Regions from separate parts of the Mus musculus genome. Here all the other regions are linked to region 2. The links are chromatin contacts, called in public promoter capture Hi-C maps. All regions are on one chromosome and are shown on one strand. Each heading gives the region's core, a stretch centred on a gene start, on an enhancer-like site or on the middle of the called end of the contact. The rest is flanking DNA. Distances are from core to core; before and after follow the strand shown. Region 1 holds the start of Nip7 (NIP7, nucleolar pre-rRNA processing protein). Region 2 holds the start of Tmem208 (transmembrane protein 208). Region 3 holds the start of Tango6 (transport and golgi organization 6). Region 4 holds the start of Zfp90 (zinc finger protein 90).

Evidence for each region. Promoter capture Hi-C pulls out the DNA fragments that hold promoters and counts their contacts.
Region 1: a contact with region 2 is called in a promoter capture Hi-C map of pre-B cells, with 7 times the contacts expected there. The contact joins the promoter of Nip7 here to the promoter of Tmem208 in region 2. A contact is called at or near these places in 4 of 39 promoter capture datasets (hippocampal neurons, liver and pre-B cells) and 1 of 9 other capture datasets (adipose tissue).
Region 3: a contact with region 2 is called in a promoter capture Hi-C map of pre-B cells, with 3 times the contacts expected there. The contact joins the promoter of Tango6 here to the promoter of Tmem208 in region 2. A contact is called at or near these places in 2 of 39 promoter capture datasets (liver and pre-B cells).
Region 4: a promoter capture Hi-C map of pre-B cells shows a contact between it and region 2, with 3 times the contacts expected there. The contact joins the promoter of Zfp90 here to the promoter of Tmem208 in region 2. A contact is called at or near these places in 2 of 39 promoter capture datasets (liver and pre-B cells).

Annotation. Positions count from the first base shown.
Region 1 is chr8:107,055,567-107,058,266 of GRCm38.p6, forward strand. Nip7 (NIP7, nucleolar pre-rRNA processing protein) reads left to right here and starts at 1,311. Exons shown (of 5, transcript NM_025391.2): 1 at 1,311-1,424; 2 at 1,527-1,613; 3 at 1,707-1,845; 4 at 2,481-2,621. The coding sequence starts at 1,369. Cog8 (component of oligomeric golgi complex 8) reads right to left here and starts at 1,171. Exons shown (of 5, transcript NM_139229.4): 1 at 695-1,171. The coding sequence starts at 1,089.
Region 2 is chr8:105,325,049-105,327,748 of GRCm38.p6, forward strand. Tmem208 (transmembrane protein 208) reads left to right here and starts at 1,329. Exons shown (of 6, transcript NM_025486.3): 1 at 1,329-1,426; 2 at 2,003-2,098. The coding sequence starts at 1,421. It overlaps Lrrc29 (leucine rich repeat containing 29), which reads right to left and starts at 1,220. Exons shown (of 7, transcript NM_001368408.1): 1 at 1,179-1,220. The coding sequence starts at 1,202.
Region 3 is chr8:106,681,752-106,684,451 of GRCm38.p6, forward strand. Tango6 (transport and golgi organization 6) reads left to right here and starts at 1,317. Exons shown (of 18, transcript NM_173037.1): 1 at 1,317-1,504. The coding sequence starts at 1,402.
Region 4 is chr8:106,413,899-106,416,598 of GRCm38.p6, forward strand. Zfp90 (zinc finger protein 90) reads left to right here and starts at 1,429. Exons shown (of 4, transcript NM_011764.4): 1 at 1,429-1,872. The coding sequence starts at 1,840.

The DNA of each region.
Region 1 (2,700 bases), core at 61-2,560, 1.7 Mb after region 2:
GCTTTTTGACAACCTACAATGACAAATAGGATCTGTCAGCTTCCTATCGATGGACATTTTGAAGCTGAGCACCTCCAGCCCACATTTATATAGGGTTAACTATGTCAGGCTCAATGAACTGCCTTGCATAATTTTATTTATTTATTTATTTTTGGTTTTTCGAGACAAGGTTTCTCTGCATAGCTCTGGCTGTCCTGGAACTCACTCTGTAGACCAGGCTGGCCTTGAACTCAGAAACCCGCCTGCCTCTGCCTCCCAAGTGCTGGGATTAAAGGCGTGCGCCACCACCGCCCGGATGCATACATTTTTTAGTTTGTTTGAATGTCTCATGTAGCTCAGGCTGTCCATGAATTCAATACTCAGACTAGGATGATGACTCTGTGACTCGAATACTGGGATCACAAGTGTCAATAAGACTGGCTGAATGTTTATTATTTAAACAACAGCCTATGAGGGAGTAGTGGACTCCTAGCTTCCAATTCTTGGAAACTTACTAGCTGTGTTCTTGGACAAGTCACTTCACTTCGACTTCCTCGTCTGTAAAATAATGACGCTACCTACCTAGATGGCTGCTGTGAAGTTTAAGTGGATTAACAAGGCAATCAGGAGAGAGCCCTGTACACTACGCTTGGGTCATGACGATAGCGTCCTGGCAGATACAATGACGCGCCCGTCCCCATCAGGCCAGCCGCACCTGCAGCTCTGCTGGAAGCGGGGCAGACGGTCGAGCAGGCGCCCGAGGGACGCCTCCACGTCGCCGAAGAGCCGGTGGATGCGCTCGGTGCACTCGGCCCCGCGAATGAACGTCTTGTAGTTGGCGAAAGCCAGGTCGCGCGTCTGCTGCAGCCGCTGGGCCCGCTCTTCCGCCAAGCGCTCGGGTTCGCGCCGCAGCCGGTCCAGCCCGGAGCCGCTCAGCTCCCGGAGGTAGCGGCCCACGTCGGGCTTCTCACGCCACTGAGCTTCGGGGAAGCGGTCCCGGAATAGCGACGCCAGGAGGCCCTCATCTTCCACCTCCCCCAGCGCGACGGCCGTGGCTGTCGTCGTGGCCGAAGCGGTCGTGGAGGGCTGGAGAGGGAGAGCGGCCGCCATCTCTCAAGCACGGTACCGTCACTTCCTCTTCAGAGCCGGTTTCGCTCCTGGGAAACGGAAACGATTGGGGGAAACATTTCCCGTCTCTATGGTTTCTCATCTAGCCGGCTTTCGGTCCCCGGAAGTCCGCCACGGTAGGCGGCGGCTGCGCAAAGATCACGGAGAATTAGGCTAGAGAGACACGCGTTCGTGGACCCCAGGAAGTGGGCGGGTGGGAAAGTGACTTCCGCTTCCGGCTCTCCAGGCACGAGGATTCCCGGGAGCCAAGCAAGCGGCAAGATGAGGCCCTTGACTGAAGAAGAGACCCGGGTCATGTTTGAGAAGATCGCGAAGTAGTAAGAACTGGAGAGGCGGATGAGGGACGGGCGTGCGGGGAGTGGGGATGCGGCTCCGGGGCGGGACGGTCCCGGCTCAGACGCTGGTCTTGTTGCCCTCAGCATCGGAGAGAACCTTCAACTCCTAGTGGACAGACCCGACGGCACGTACTGTTTCCGGCTGCACAACGACCGAGTGTACTATGTGAGGTGAGGTGGGGCGTGCTGCCCACTGCGTGGCGGGCTGGAGGCGTGCATCCATCCCTGGTCGTCACCGGGTACCTTCCTCCCGCGCCCCTGTAGTGAGATGATGCTGAAGCTGGCCGCCAACATCTCCGGAGACAAGCTCGTGTCGCTGGGGACGTGTTTTGGGAAGTTTACCAAGACCCACAAGTTCCGCTTGCACGTGACAGCTCTGGATTACCTGGCCCCCTATGCCAAGGTACGTTGTGGGGGCCTGGTCTCCAGGTTGCCATCCGGGATGAAGTCCCGGGTGACGGCGGCCAGGTCAGAGCACAGATTCTTTCCAACGAGTTTCTGGACAGCGTCAGCCTAAGAAGTTGTTTGTCGATATTGCTGCTTGGACACGTTTAGGAAGGGTTATGGCCATGGAGCTGCATAGCCTAGTTGTCTACAGGAAAACAGGCCTCCACCGTGTCAGCTGGATCTCAGAAAGCAGAGACGAAGACACAAGTGCCAGTGGTGAGGGTGATCCTAGGGTCCAAGGGGAAAAAAAAAGGAAATTGCTGATTATGTGAGCATTTCGATGTAAGGTTGAATTTCGATGTTAGGTTGAGGAAGGAACTCCATGGTGAAAGATCAAAAATTGGGGTATCCCAGCACTTGGGAGGCAGAGACAGGCGGACTTCTGAGTTCGAGGACAGCCAGGGCTACACAGAGAAACACTGTCTCAAAAAAAAACAAAAAACCCACAAACAAACAAAAACAAAAAAGTGGGGGGGGGGTCCAAACAACTTAAAGGTTCCCCACCTCTCCTTAAACTCGGAAGCAGCTGCTAATCCGCATTTAGGGATATAGCCCAACATCCTTGTGTCTTGGCTTTTAACTCTCTTTCAGTATAAAGTGTGGGTAAAGCCGGGAGCAGAGCAGTCCTTCTTGTATGGAAACCATGTGTTGAAATCCGGTCTGGGTCGAATTACTGAGAACACATCTCAGTACCAGGGAGTGGTTGTCTATTCCATGGCGGACATTCCTCTGGTGAGTAGCCACGGTAGCCATCCATCACGGCAAATGCCAGGTACCCACTGGAAAGGATGAAGTTTCAGTCAGCAGCTCG
Region 2 (2,700 bases), core at 79-2,578:
TTCTCAGATGCTAAGTACATACGCAGTACTCACCCAGTATTTACTGGACTAAAGATAGTCCTTTGCCTCTACTTTCACCAAAGGTTTGCTCAGGGAAGGGGTGGGGGATAAAGGAGATTACTATTCAGAGGAAAATGACTAGGACCAGAGAGGAGAGACATGAGGAAGAGTATGGATGGGACTGGGATGACTAAGCCCCCATCCCTAGGGGGCTAAGAGGGAAGACTGGACTAAGAGAGTGGCTGACCTATCTTCTGAATGATCAACCCTGGGAGCCATGCTAAAGGACAACATGTCTTAATGGAAAGGATCATACATAATTCATTATCCTGAGAAATGCCTTTCTAGCACTAGAGGAGTAGAGATAGGGGTGGAGTGGTCATCCCATGAGAGCACCCCAAAAGATTACTACTACTGGTAACCCATGGGGTTTACAGGGATGAATAGATACCTTCTGGGGCCAAAAGGGAATAGGATGTCACGACTCAAGGGAAAAGGCCTGACTTCCTAGGGCAACGAGAGGGGGTTGCCAACCCTCAGGGCAAAATGGATAGAGAAGCCATTTCAAAAAAGGTGCAAGACACAAAGCCTGCATCTGTATCTCCTTGCCCCTGGCTAAAGGAACAAACACCCCATGGGGTTGAATAATACAGGGGCAGCCATCACTAGGGGTCTAGAATGAGGAGCAGGCTTGTCTTACATTAAGGACATTGGGTATGGTCCCCAGAACTAGGGGGCGGGAGCAGTCTATTTCCAACTGCGAGGACGGTGGGGGAGGGGTGGAGGAAATGGAACGACCATTCCAAGGGGCCAATGGGGATAAAATTGATTACCCTTCAGGGACGGTGGAGCGGACATCTTCTAGAACTGAGGGGGAGGGAACGGCCATCTCAAGGGAAAGGGATGGGCAGTGAGTCCGTCCTCATTGAGGTGACAGAGCAGCCATCTTCTGGGGCCAATGGGTAAAGAGGGAATGGTATCCCAACCGAAGGGGTCGAAGTGGCCCCAAAGAGGACCGTTACCCAGAGTTTTCAGGTCGTGGGATCCGCCGGGCGGCTCGTTTCCGCCTGGCGGGAGGTGCCGGGCGAGCTGTCAGATAGCCTTTCCCCAAAGCTCGGGACCCCGAAGGCGGGGCCTGTCCCCGACCAAGGCCTGAAGGACCGCTCGCTTCCTCTCACCTCCAGAGGCAGCGAGTCCGCCATCGCAGTTCTGCCGTCTCCGCCCCCACGCAAGGTTTTCTGGGAAGTGTAGTCCCACCGACTCAGGGGGCGGGGCTTCGGAAGGAAATGAAATCCACTTCCGCCCAGGAGCGAACGATTGCGCTCTTTACCGGAAGTGCATGTGCTGCCGATGTGGTGTCTACTGACTGCAGTTCCAGTTACTCGCCCTTGTTTCAGTGGCTGGGTGTCTGCTGCGCACCATGGCGGTAAGGGACAAGGCGTGGTCTGCACCGGCAAAGCTTTCCCGATGTTGGGAAAGTAAAAACAGAAGGGCTCGAAGGCATAAGGCACTGGGCCAGAGAGGGGCGCCACCCAATGGACTGTGCTAGACCGAACGGGATGCGGGGAGAGTGGCCGTGCAGGACTACACCAGGACTAGTGTTGGAGGCTAGGGCGGGCGCGGGCGAGGGTAGTTGCCAGTTCCAGATCTAAACCACTACCCCAGAGGGACGCCATTAAGTTCCGCTGGAGTTTTCCCGGAGAGGATCTCAACCCAAAGCTGAACCTTACGAGGAAAGCCAAAGAAGATACTAACGTAATTTGAATTGTTTTGGGGTGAGCATTAGGCGATCATAACTGGGGGTACAGTAAAGTCGGTGTCCTAACTATATTAGGAAGATGGACTAGAGGAGTGGTCGGTATCTCAGGGATTGCTAGGGTTGACAAAGCACGCTAAGGACTTGGCTGCGGGGTAGATAAAGCTGCAGGTAACCAGGCTGGTACAGGGAGTGAGGAGGACTGAGGCAAAACAGCTCTGACAGCATCTCACCAACCCTCCGCAGCCCAAAGGAAAAGTGGGTACCAGAGGGAAGAAACAGATATTTGAAGAGAACAAAGAAACTCTCAAGTTTTACCTTCGGATCATACTGGGAGCCAACGTAAGTTGCTTGCCTTGTGCTTTCTCTGCCCTCTCATTCCTATCTGATTAGGAGCGCTGGCAAATGACAGCCAAGGCTCCAAAAGAGAACGTTGTAAAGAAATGAAGCCAGGCAGACACCAGCCTGTAATCCCTGCACCAGGGAGGCTCAGGCAGAAAGATGGGCGGTTTGAAGTTAGCTTTGAGTAACAAAGAAATCCTATCTCAAAAAAAAAAATTAAAAATAAAAATAAAAAGGGGTGATGGGGTTAATAAGTGAAGCTGGCCATAGTGGCATATAACTGTATTTCTAGCTATTTGGAAGACTGAGGTCAGAGTGTTGAGTGGTAACCAGAGCCCCACAGAAAGACTGAAGTCTCATTCGAGAGAGTGAGAGCAGGTGTAGCGCCGTGGTGGAGCCCTTGGCTAGGCTCTGCCAGCATCGCCAGCAAACACTGCCCTCCTCCCCCCAAAGTATCCAGGGACTGAGTGGTCAGAGCACTTGTCGCTCTTACAGAGGACCTCGGTTCCACTCCAGGGGCACCACATGGTAGCTCGAAACCTTCTCATTGAGTGGATCCAATGCCCTCTTGTGACCTCTATGGTACCAGGCACAGCGTCAGG
Region 3 (2,700 bases), core at 67-2,566, 1.4 Mb after region 2:
TGTCTGTAGCTAACACATTCACAGATACAGGATATGTGTGTGTGCGTATTTATCTTTAGATTAAAGAATTATTTATTTTACAGTTATGAGTATTTTGCCTGTACGTGTGTCTGTGCCCCACATGAGTGGCTGGTCATCTTGGAAGCCAGAAGAGGGCATTGGATCCCCTAGAATTGGAGTTATACATGGCTGTGAGCCACCTTGTAGGCGATGGGAATTAAACCTGGGTCCTCTACAAGAACAACACCACGGATCCATCTCTCTATCCCAGTGTGTATTTACTTTTAAATGTCAGAAAAAGGAATCAGTAATACAAAGTTGAATATTTTTTGTTACTGTTACTTTTGGGGAGAAAGTTATGAACTTGTCTTGCCACGTCAGCTTCCCTGAACGCTGGTGTCATTGGTGTGAGCTTCTCTTTCAGGGTCTATGTACATCTGTGAACTTTATTTATTGTGTTTCTTTCAGTACTTGAAAATTTACATACTAAAATGTGTATTATTTTTACGAGAAACTATTTCTGTTCCCTCCCCCACCCCCTGGGTTGAAGTACTGAGGACCAAACTCATGGTTGTGTGCTAGAGTGTTATTACTGGATAACATTTCCAATCCTTCATAGCTTTTAGACGGTCTCACTAAGCTGCCTTCACTGGTTTTGAACACGTGATTCTCTATAGCTGAGATTTAGAAGCATGGGCCACCATGCAAGACTACTTGTGTTTTTTTTCTTTTTGTTTTTGAGTCAGGGTCTCTCAGAGTTCCTGGTTGGCCTTGAGCTTACTATGTATGTAGACCAGGCTGACCTTTGGTTCTAAGTACTAGACTTAAAGATACATGTCACCACATTGGTCTTTTATTTTACCTTTTCAATTATATTTTCTTTCTTTTTTTTTTTTTTTTAAAGATTTTATTTATTTATTATATGTAAGTACACTGTAGCTGTTTTCAGACACACCAGAAGAGGGCGTCAGATCTCGTTACGGATGGTTGTGAGCCACCATGTGGTTGCTGGGATTTGAACTCTGGACCTTTTGAAGAGTAGTCGGGTGCTCTTACCCACTGAGCCATCTCACCAGCCCCCTATATTTTCTTTTAAAAAATATTTTGTAAGTTATGCTTGTGCATGCGTGTGTATGCGCATGAGTTGCTGGACCTGAGTTTGCAGGCTGGTGTCTGATAGGGATGCTGGGAATTGAACTGGGGCGCTCTGGGAGAACACAAGAAACTGTATCTTGTTTTTTTTTTTTTTCCCGGAGAAGGGGCGTTCCAGACAGAGTAGGCCCCGCCCCAGGTCTTGGGCCCCGCCCTCCAGCAGAGGACACGCCTCCGCCACATTCAAAATGGCGGCCGCGCTGGCCCACTTGGGTGTTTGAGCACGTCGCAGGTCGCTCCACTCCAATCATGGCGGCCTCCGGACCGGCGGCGGCTGCGCCGAGTGGCGTTCTGGTGACATGTGGTCTGGAGCAGGTTCTGGAAGCGCTGAAGTTGCTGCTGAGCCCGGGAGGTGAGAGGACGAGTCTCGGCGCGGGGCTGGACCTGAGGCTCGCGGGGTCGCGGGTCACCCAGGCTCGCCCTGGCTGCTACCGCATGTTTCCCGCAGGCCCTCCCGGCATCTCCATCCCCACTCCCGGGAGCGCTTGGGCTCTGTGCAGTCTCACTTAAAACTTAAACTGAAGCTCCAGGAAAGGGCCTGCAGTCCGCTGACCGCTGATGCCGGCCGAGGTCCGTTGGGCGCCTCGCTGAGCAGCGGCTTCGGTCCACTGTTTGCTCCAGCACAGCCCTGACACAGGGACTGGAGACGCCTTCACACAGGTGTAATGTGATGTCCCAACCGCTTGAGGGCTCCGAGCCTGGTGTGCACGCTTGAGATTTGTACAAAATGCCAAGTGACCAGAGATGCCCAGCAGGGACGTTTTTTGGCTGAATTTGAGGAAGATTTTTAAGGGTTTCTGTTTTGGTATCAGAGGTGCACAGTCACCTTTAATCACTTGTTGAGTTAACTTCCCAGTTTAGTATTTGAAGAGACCTTGGGAATAGTGAGACCTTGCATTCTCACTGTTGAGTCCCAATTTGTGGTGGTTTGAACTGCCTCTGCCTCCCCAGTGCTGGGATTAAAGGCAAGCATGACCATTCACACCTCCTGCCCCTTTCTTTCTTTAGACAGGGTATCACTGTATAGTTAAGGTTTGTCCTGGAACTCACACCTCAAATCAGGTGGTTATATTAGAGGGATGTCCATGGACCTAGAACTCAGTTCTGCCTGATCTCCTTGTCAGACTAAGGCAGATTATTCAGAATAGAACTTCTGATGGCATCTGGAAACGTAGAAGGGTGTAAGAAAATAGGATCCTAATTATAAGCACAGCATGTCTGGGTGCGTGTAGAATTATCAAGGTAAAGGCAACGTGTGTGATTACAAGGTGAACACTCTCGGTCTTAAATGTCGACCCCCAAACTACAGCTGCAAACATTACAGAGTACTTAGTGGGACGTGAAAAGCAATTAGTAGTAGATGATTGCCTACTAAGCGCCAGTCCCTATAGTCCATTTACTTGTAGATCATTTAGTCCTCACAGCAGTCTCCTAAGTATTAATAGGCATTAATTTTTGCAGAGGAACATACATGTACATTGGAAATTGCCCAAAGTAAATCAAGTTCGTGACAAACCTCAGTTCCTTCACTAAAAGCTTGCAAAATAT
Region 4 (2,700 bases), core at 179-2,678, 1.1 Mb after region 2:
TGGCTGCCAGCGCTGGGGAACGAGCTGTAGTGCCTGGTGCCGAGCCTTACCCTAGCCTGTGTTTTGTGCTTCTTACTGAAAGTTCTGCCTTAGGAATCCTTCTAGGGTCTCTTAAACTTCTGTTTTGTGCGTATCTGTCTGCTACTGTTGTCTAGTGTGGAAAGTATTTGCAGAGTTTCCAAGGGGTTTGTTGTTATTTATACTTTCTCCGCCCCCGCATCCCAGCAAAAATCCACAGAACACTGTGATAAAAAGACAAATAGTAACAGGTGTGGGTAGGAATGTTGAAATCTATATGCTGTTAGTTTAAAAAAAAAAAAGATGGAAGTGATACAGCCTCTTTAGAAAACATTCACAGTTCCTTCAAATGCTAAACATGGTGCTACCAAATCTCTATAATTCAACTTCTCTGTATCTACCCCAGATCAATGAAACTGCACCCCCATAAACGTGTGTACACACATATCCTCTGTAATGTTGCTTTGAAGATAAAAGCATAAAATCTCACAGTGTGAACAACGCAGACGCTACCAACTGATGAATGAATGTGGTACACTCGGGCAATCAGATCTTTCATTCAGCATTAAAAAAGAATGGGATAGAGACTCCTGTGATGTGAATGAACTCAGAACCACTGTAATAACTGAAAGAAGCCAATCATAAAACTTCATATTGCCTGATCTTATGAGATACCCAGAAGAGACAGATTTGTCACAAAGACAGCACAGGTCAGTGGTTGCCCGGGATCGAGAGGAGGTGGGTTAGGACGAGGGGACGGTTATTAATGTACATGATTTTTTTTCTTTTGTGGCTAATTAAAATGTTCAAAGAGGAGACTACAACGATGGTTGTGCAACTCTTTTTATGTACTAAAGTCTATTGAATTATACACTTTAGTCATTCGTGCATGCATTGTTTATTTATTTTGGCTTGTAAGACCAGGTCTCTTGTAGCCCAGGCTGGTCTTGAACCACAGTTTAGGATAACCTTGAACTCCCGATCCTTAGCCACTTGTGTGCTAAGAGAATTGAGAATTGAGTCTACAGAGTGAGTTTCTGGACATCCTGAGCTACACAGAGGGAGAAAGAGGGAGGGGGGAGGGAAAGGGAACGGGATGGGAGGTGGAGGAGAAGGAGAAAAGAAAAGAAGGAGCGGTGAGAATTTCTAGAAGCTCCAACACACACACACACACACACACACACACACACACACACACACACACACACACGACAAAAACTTTGAACCTTTCCAGCAGCTCCAGAAAACACACATACCAAAGAAAAACTTTGAACCTAACCTGCCCGCCTTCTTGTGCTCTTACTGCAGCCCCCCACTAGGAGGCAGGACCTCTGCAGGGCGGGCACGCGAGGATAGCTGGGAATCGTAGTTTCTGCACCCGTGGATGGGCAGGCGCGAGGATCATTGTGCGCAGTCGCACTCGTGGCTCTGCGCCCGCCGCTGTGGCCATTGTCCGACCCTGTTGTTGCAGAGCAGTACTGCCGGGAACAAGAAACTGCAGCGGGCGCTAGAGGGGCGGACCTGAGGTCGCGGATTCCGAAGCCCCGGAGGCAGATTCCGAGTGCAGTGGGTAGGAGGCTGTCCTCCGGGCCTCGCCGACCATCCTGCGGACGGACTGGGCGTGGCCGGAGGAACTGTCCCGAAGCTGTGGGGCCTTTCATTTGGCCTTGGGAAGAGCAGCAGGAGAAGGCGGGGCTCCTCCCCACGTTTCGGCCGAAGTGGCTGCAGAGCTGAAGGGGTGGGGCCTCGGGGTAGCCCGGTGAGTGGATCCTGTCCTCTCTCCTCAGCCCTGGACCATAGCCAGCACACACTGAGGCAGGAATGGCCCCGAGACCTCCGACGGCCAAGCCCCAGGTGAGCCGAGCCTTCCCCCACCGCCCGGAGCATCCCACCCTGAGAGGCCCCCGGAGTCTGTATGGAACAGTTATTGGTATAGGTATAGAGAGTCTTAGTTTGGATCGCTTTGAGTCTCCTCCTCTGGAGAAAACCCCTCCCAAAGTGCCCAGCCCTGGGCAGAGCAGGATTTCTGAAAGGATGGAGTTAAAGAGGAGACTAGGGAAGTGCGATCTTGTGAGAGGAAGTGTTCTGGGGGTGTCAGCACTGAGACTTTATTGCAGTGTGCACTTCTTAGAACTCTTCAGTGAGGAATGGAGGATAGAGGGACAAAATAGAAAAGCCCCCTGCTTCCCATCCAAAGGCCATAAAGAGATAGTAGGGGGGCAGAAGAGACCTATTAGAATAAGAGGCCGGTGAAGGTTGGGCGCTGAGTCGGAGACCACCATTACAGCCAAACCTGGTCAGACAAGCTCCAGCTTTTCTTGCCCCCCCCCCCGCCCCACTCGTTTTATTTTCCTTTCTTTCTTTCCCCATTAACAAATGTATAATAGTGCGCACCCTCCATAGCCCCGGCTTCAGGTTAATTAGTAAGAGACAGATTTATCAACCCACTTTTTAGTTGTAGCAAAAGGGGCATTTTCTGGACATAAGCTCTGAGGCTGTCCGTTTTACTTTGATGAGAACATAATCTGAACTCTCTTTGGAGTTGAAGGTAAGAACTAGGACTATAGCTCAGTGGTAGATCACTTGCCTAGTATGTGTGAGGTCCTAGGTTCAATTCCCAGCACCTCCTGGAAAATGATAAGGATGGGCTGGAGAGATGGCGCTCCAGTTAAGAGCACACAC